Regions from separate parts of the Mus musculus genome. Here region 2 is linked to region 1. A link is a contact called in public HiChIP or PLAC-seq data. All regions are on one chromosome and are shown on one strand. Each heading gives the region's core, a stretch centred on a gene start, on an enhancer-like site or on the middle of the called end of the contact. The rest is flanking DNA. Distances are from core to core; before and after follow the strand shown.

The links. HiChIP or PLAC-seq counts read pairs in DNA pulled down with a chosen protein or histone mark.
Region 2: a contact with region 1 is called in an H3K27ac HiChIP or PLAC-seq map of heart atrium, with 10 times the contacts expected there. The contact joins two enhancer-like sites. A contact is called at or near these places in 1 of 484 Hi-C or Micro-C datasets (bone marrow-derived macrophages) and 4 of 115 datasets of contacts at active chromatin or transcription factors (cardiomyocytes, fibro-adipogenic progenitors, heart atrium and 1 more).

What each region holds. Positions count from the first base shown.
Region 1 is chr2:4,251,212-4,254,681 of GRCm38.p6, reverse strand. All of the region lies in intron 1 of Frmd4a (FERM domain containing 4A), which reads right to left. Gm39752 (a long non-coding RNA gene) reads right to left here. Exons shown (of 2, transcript XR_865942.2): 2 at 1-3,470. Among named protein-coding and RNA genes, the nearest start is that of Gm39752, 5.5 kb to the right of the region's middle. RefSeq lists an enhancer at 745-2,663. Within about 2 kb of position 1,626, at least 90 of the 459 cell types and tissues checked have an H3K27ac peak or open chromatin away from gene starts, as enhancers often do. A contact at or near this core is called in heart atrium and pancreatic cancer cells, where this site is marked.
Region 2 is chr2:4,490,518-4,493,933 of GRCm38.p6, reverse strand. All of the region lies in intron 4 of Frmd4a (FERM domain containing 4A), which reads right to left. The region is part of intron 3 of Gm39751 (a long non-coding RNA gene); the gene reads left to right. Among named protein-coding and RNA genes, the nearest start is that of Gm39751, 21 kb to the left of the region's middle. Within about 2 kb of position 1,288, at least 83 of the 459 cell types and tissues checked have an H3K27ac peak or open chromatin away from gene starts, as enhancers often do. A contact at or near this core is called in heart atrium and pancreatic cancer cells, where this site is marked.

The DNA.
Region 1 (3,470 bases), core at 377-2,876:
CCTGGCAGGATTGTGGGCTCAAGCTGACCTCATCAGTAGAAGGCAGAGGTTTCCCATGCTCATCCTTCTCTTGGTGATGATGTTGGGTTGATCTTATTATCTCTGGATAGTTCACAGATATGGAAATTAAGGCTCAGAGCGTATAATGGACATATCCCAAATTTAAGTTTATTTATTTAAATTTAACTGTGATGATGCTAATGTTCTTTCTACGGCACCGCAAAAGACCACATCTGGTGAGGATGTCCAGAAAGCAGAACCCTGACTTACGACTAGTGGGGCTGCAAAATAGTTAAATCACTGTGGAAATCAGAATAGAAGTCTCAAAACACTAAACACATAACCACGAAGTGGCCCAGCTGTACTGCTCCTGGGTATCACCCAGAGGCCTATATGTTTTACGACAGATAAGCCAGCATGCCTTGCTCACTATTGCATTACAGTAAAGGAATGTCTAACAACAGATGAATGGAGAAAAAGTCTTATGATACCTACACACAATGGAATTTTGTTTAGCTGTGAAAGAAAAAATGACATTATAATATTTGCAGCAAAATGAGTAGAAGTGGGCACTACTATATTAAGTGAAATATCTCAGATCTAAAATGATGAATACTGCATATTTTTTTTCATATGTGGCTCCTGCATTTGAGAGAGAGAGAGAACTAGAAAAGGAACCAGATGTCTTTAGCTAGAGGTAGGGGGTGGTAAGAAAAAATATAACAGAATTTATAGACTTGGAAAAGGAAGGAGAATTGGTAGGGGGTGGGGGCAGGGGCAGGGGCAGGGGCAGGGGTAGGGGCAGGGGCAGGGGCAGGGGCAGGGGCAGGGGCAGGGGCAGGGGCAGGGGCAGGGGTGGGCAGGGTCCCAAAGAAGGGAGAAGGGACGAGAAGCAATAAAAAGCAATGTATGCAGAGCTTATGTAAGGCCCGTTATTGTGTTTACCAGTTTAAGAGAAAGATAATAATAAAACAATGTCAACTAAAACAAAGATCCTATGTCCTATACTTGAAGCACATAGTGTCATTTAAAGGCCCTCCCTGCAGTTCTTTGGGAAGCCACCAGGGTTCAGCTGAACATGGGTCAGAGTTCTCTGCCATCTGCATAGTATCCCATCACACAGGCTCGCCTGGGGGTTTCACAGACTCCCAGCTGGCATGTGTTCTCCAGACTATGTATTCTAACCCCTGAGGATTATCTATTGGCCTCAGCAGAGAAGACACCACGGCCCAGATATGAGCGTGGGGGTCTCCTGTTACAGATATGCCATTAAAATCCTGCCGGGGCTTGGGAAGCACACTAAAAACTAAGAATCTAAAATAGACATTTTACAGCTTCCCTGAGACTTTTGAGCCTAACTGAGCAGTTTAAAAGCTTAAGAGCAGCATTGTATCAGCCGAGGGATTTGAAAAATCAAGTCAGGTTCTTCCTGCTACTTAACTCAGTGCCAAACATAATGATTTTGCAATCAAAAGCTCACAAGCAATTTTGCCAGGAAGCGCTCACTGACGGAATCCTCTTTGTTTCTCCTAAGGTGGCTGGGAGCTGGGGTACAACAGTGGCTGAGTGTGTTGCCCTTGTAAAATATGACTCACAAGCATTTACAGAAGAGATATTGAGCCCCTAAAAATAGGTTGTTTTTATATTGGCGTTTTCCCTAGCTACAGCCTCGCTGAAAGAATGCGTGTCCCCAGCTCCACTCTCCCTTCATGGAGCTGTTTAAATGACTTGTTGTTATGGTCACTTCCTGTAGCGTCTGAAATATTTCTCCTTGTAAAACCCTATCACAAGTCATGCAAACACTATCACAAGTCCCTCCACCTTACATTGCTATGGTCATCTGAACAGGCTTGGGACAATATATATTCTTGCACAATCACAAAGCATAATCTTCTTGCAGGAATTTTAAAGGCACTTTATTGGGACCAGCTGGTGAACTTTGGGCCTCAGAAAACCGTGTCTATTTTGAGCATGGAGGAGATAGTTCATTTGTTGCATTGCTGGCAGAGGCAAGTTAAGAATACAAGGCTGCAGTAGTTGGACTAGCTCCTATCAATGCTCCCACGCATATGGGGACTACTATGTTGCTTATAAACATTTCATCCATGCTGCCTAACTTGCAGGAGAGGGAATGCCACTTCCACCCAGTCAGGGGACTCCTGGGAGCTGTGCTTCTTTAAACCTGTCGCTGTGTCTTGTTGGACAGTGGTTGCCTTTCCTCCAGCTGTGAGACTTTCAGGGTGGAGGCCGTCATATAGGCGTTGGCACTTTTTAAATGAGATTTCCAAGACCAAGATAGGTAGGGAGCCACTTGAGTCCTCCAACTTAAGTAGGAAAACGTCCTGAAGAAATGACCACAATCAAATGCTAAATAGTATCTGGGAAATGGCCCAGCCAATACAGTTCTTGTAGCATAAGCATGGGGACCTGTGCTGAACCCTCAGAAGCCACCTTCTTTTAAAAAATCCTGTTATTATGGTATGTGCTTGTAATCACAGCCCTCAGGTGGTGGAGAGAGGTGAGTCTCTGGGTTTCCTGGTCAGCCATTGTAGTCAAATTAGCAAGCTTTGGGTTAGCCAAGGTGGAGGGTACCAGAGGAACAACACTAAAGGCTGACATCTGACTTCTTGCACACACTTGCACATGCACTCCACGGACACATATGCACTCCACCACAAATATGTAAATACATACCAACATTCAAAAAGCTCCATAAACAAGCATACATACATAAGCATACATAAGCATGGCCTAACCGTGCTTAACTTTATGAAACAAAGAAGCAGTATGTCATGAAAGAAGACAGAAATGTACTTTGCTCCTCTGGATGTCCGCTGGCACAGAACCAAGGTCTGAATAAATAAAAAGAGGGAGTTGTAATGCTTTCTTACCCATATAATGGCTTAGTGGTGACCATAGTCCTAGCTCCCAGTTTCCCTTGCTAACATCGCCAGAAGAAGGTGTATATGTGAGTGTCTGTGTGACTATGTGCTTATGTGTGTGTGTGTGTGTGTGTGTGTGTGTGGTGAGCAGTGCCATCTGACAGGTCTATCTTTTGCACGTGGACCACAACAGCAGGGGTTGGAAACAACATATATGCTTTCAGAAGACAAAGTCAGAGTTGCCTGGCTCTGGTCACCTGAGGCAGAGGGGATTCATCTTAGCAGGGAAAACTGCTCTAGGAGTTGGTGGGAAGCTATGTGCTTCTGCCCAGTTTCTCTAACAATTGACTATGGCGGCAGGCAACTGTGGCCACTTGGAATGGGAAGATGTGCATTTGCACCTGTGAGTTCTAGAGCCTAAGACCAAGGGTCTGGCTGAACATGGCTCACATAGGTTCTCAGTATTTGTGAAGAAGCAAGCAGGTGATTCCAGCAAGACTGCACTAGGAAAGTTCTCTTCCAGCCCAAATAGCTACTCTATCGCAATGTTTCTCTATATGTCACCCTGCACTAGACGTTTATTTTAAC
Region 2 (3,416 bases), core at 39-2,538, 240 kb before region 1:
TGTCTGTGCTTGTGTGTGTGTTTCTGTGTGTGTATGTGTGTGTGTTTGTATGTCTGTGTCTTTCTGTGTGTATATGTGTGTCTGTGTCTCTCTGTGTGTATGTGTGTGTGCATGTGTCTGCATCTGTGTGTATCTATCTGTGTGTGCGTGTGTATAATTCAGATTTAAGCCACATCAGCAGAGAAAGAGTAAGGACAAAGAAATAACAAATGATAAGCAAAATGTCATAAAACTTCAGGTGTGGGGTCTCACCCCCCAACACAGCCAGGTTTCAGGCTACTTCCTGTCTTTCCCTGTCTACACAGAAAGTGGATAAAGCATGGCTGCTGATTTGCTTGTCTCTTAATGACAAAAACCCACCAGTGACCTCCCAAGCCTGGCAGGGAAGGCTTATCGCCATAGTAATGTTTGAGTGGAAGCCCACGGGGTCTGAAATAGCCCAGTTTTCCAAGTCCTGTGTCTTTATCCCGTTTGCCTTAGTCCTCAACTAAAGCACAGAGATGTCCTGTGTACCCCCCTCCTCAGCCCCCCTCCTCAGCCCCAGGTTTCTCCTGAAGACTATCTCCTAAGAGCCCAACACTCCACTTCTCCCTTCCGCGCTGCGGTAATGGAGAAGTAAATGAGGCGGCAGCCCTGCTGTCTCAGGCGCCCGCTTCCGTTTTCATGGACGTCTACCATCTGGCAGTCAAGTCCAAGGAGGTGCAGAAATGACAAGCATGGCTAGGAGAGAGGTGGAAGGGAGGGAGAGCAAGAGAGGGAGAGCAAGAGAGGGAGAGGGGAGGGGGAGCGGAGGGGGAAAGGGAGAGAGAGAGAGAGAGAGAGAGAGAGAGCAATCCTCCTCTTGACAGAAATCGGAAAGCAGTTTCCTGTTAACCTTTATCACCAAGACAACAGACTGGAAAATCCTGGAGGCTTGGGGCCTGGCATGTGTTTGTTCATAACCTTGGGCGTTTAATTCATCCTGAACTTTCGATCTGTGCTAGGAAACTCTGAAGTGAAATGTCTGGATGAAAAGAGACCCGAGACATCTCTATTCCCACCCTGGCCGGGCACAAGGTTGAAGAGATTTCTGGGGAAATGAGGGGACTCGATGGTTTGCAAGAAAAGTTGAGGTTGCCCTTTCCTCTCTCCCCCTCCAAAAAACTAGGTCTGGTGCTTTTATGAACATCTGGTTTGTGGTCCTCTGTGTCAGTAGGGGGCACTGTTGCTCCTCCTTAACTGCCCATGTAGGGAAGGGATGGCTTCCTCAAACAGTTTACAAAGAACCTTCTGAGTTTCTGAGTGAGTCCAGGGAAAACAAAAGATGTATCTTCCGCTGCAAGGGTCTATACAGGCAACCCCAAGTCTGCTCGGCATTAACCGTATCTTTACAATGCGTGAATGTCTGGGCCTTGCTGGCTTCAAAGTCAGCCAGTTCATACAGCTAGTAAGCTACCCATGGCCATCAGAGCTCTAACTCTCAAATATGACTAAGGGGCCCAAAGTCTCACTTCTACAACCTCTACTGACTCTCAAATGCTGCCACCATCTCTTCTCTCATGGTCCCCTACCTTTCTGACCAGAGACATGTTCCAGATGACATGGGAAAGGCCCTAGGTTGGAAAGCCCATTGAAATCATAGTCATTTAAATTAGCCAATCCCAAGCCTGTTTTCCCAGCGCGGCAGTGGCTTTCCATAGAAAGCCCAGTAGAGGATACTGCCTTCTTTTCCCCCCTTTGCCTCCCAACTCTCCCGGCACCATGTGACATCACCTCTTCTCCTGGGCTCTGTCACAGGACACTTTCAACCCTTGATCTGTTGGCTTCATCATACTTGAACAGCAAGGCAAACCCCTCCCTGTGTGTGAATGCACTTGTGTCTGTGGAGGATAGAGGAGTGCTTGGCAGAGTCATCTCTCTCTGTCCACCACCTGGGTTCCAGGGAGGGAACTCAGGTCACCAGGCCTGGCAGCTGTCAGGCCCAAAGGAAACTCCATTTCCCTGAATTCTGGTGGCTAGACAAAAGCCAGCATTCCCCAGGAACCCATGAAGCTGCTTCCCTCTCTACCAAAGAGCCATCCCCTTATCACTGGCACAAGGCACACATCTGTGGTGCTTACTCATATACTAAAGTGCACGCTGGCTTCCAGGCTCCCAGCATCACAAGTACAAGCACACATTTCAGAGTCCATGCTAGCATCCTGGCTCTTCTCAGCGCTGCCTTTAGCTCATGGGCTTCCCTCCCCAGATACTCACTTCTCTTTATAGCCCTGCTATTTCAGCACCCCCTCTCCATTTTGCTCCATGTTGGTCTTCTCCTTCTCTTTCTCTCTCCTCTAACCCCATGGTCAAAGCCAGTCTGCTGGTCGTGTTCTATTGCCTTCTCTGCTCTATGCTCTTCCAGATGCCTCTGGCTGTTTTCTTCCTCACACCTATAATAAACCCTTCCCCTTAACCATACCTTTGAGCTGGCCATGCCCTCAGCTTATTCAGTCTTACTCCCCCCCTCCCCCGCCCCGCGCCAGTCATTTCTCCAGCCCACAAAATGTACATATTAAAATAAGTTATTTTCCACACACACCAGGGATAATCTTAGTGCTTTCTTCTGAGCTGAAAGGAGCAACCGTCTAGGCTGAGGTCAAAGCCAGCCAGAATGGTAACCTCCAGGAGCCATGTCACACCCACAGCAGCTCAGAGGACTCGGGACTCAGTATTTTATCCTAGTCTGAAGTTGAGGTATGTACTCCATTCTGGTTGCTTGAATGATTATACATCTAGACCTGCCTGCAGCCTTGGGGAATGGCATCTCTTTTTTACCTCACAGAGGCTATGAGCTAAGGCTGTAACACACTGACCTCTATCCAGATGACGTCAGCCAGCGAGAGCTCTGCCAGGCCCCTGCCCTGCTGCCACTCTTGCAGCTAGCTACCTCTTGGCACTTGGGGAACCACTGAATATTTACAGCAAATGTTAATTAAACGGGCCAGTGGTTTCATTTTGTAATGAACACAAATGTCACATTTGGAACGCTGACTTTCGGTGGTGAAGAGGGGGTGATAATAATGTGGATGGTAAGCTGTGGATTTCTGCAGCCAAGTGCCTCTGATGCTTAGGATTTCAGAGGCTTTACTTTGTAACCAGGGACCCAGCTGAATTAAGGCAAGGTCGGGTTAGCTAGGCACCTCCAATAAGACACCATTGTCCTTTCAAGGAACAGGAAGTAGCAACTATAGTCTCAATCACGGAGAGAGACATCTTCAGGGCCAGAGAATCTTCTTCTAGATAATAGCCAGTCCCTTGTTGTCGATTTCCTATTGTTTATTTCAGTTTGTTGTTCATAAAACTCAAGGTCTAAAGAGATAAATCTAATATTTATTCTCCCACAAACACAGCGGCTAAATTTGGGGATTTAACTGAATACACACTTCACGGCACTC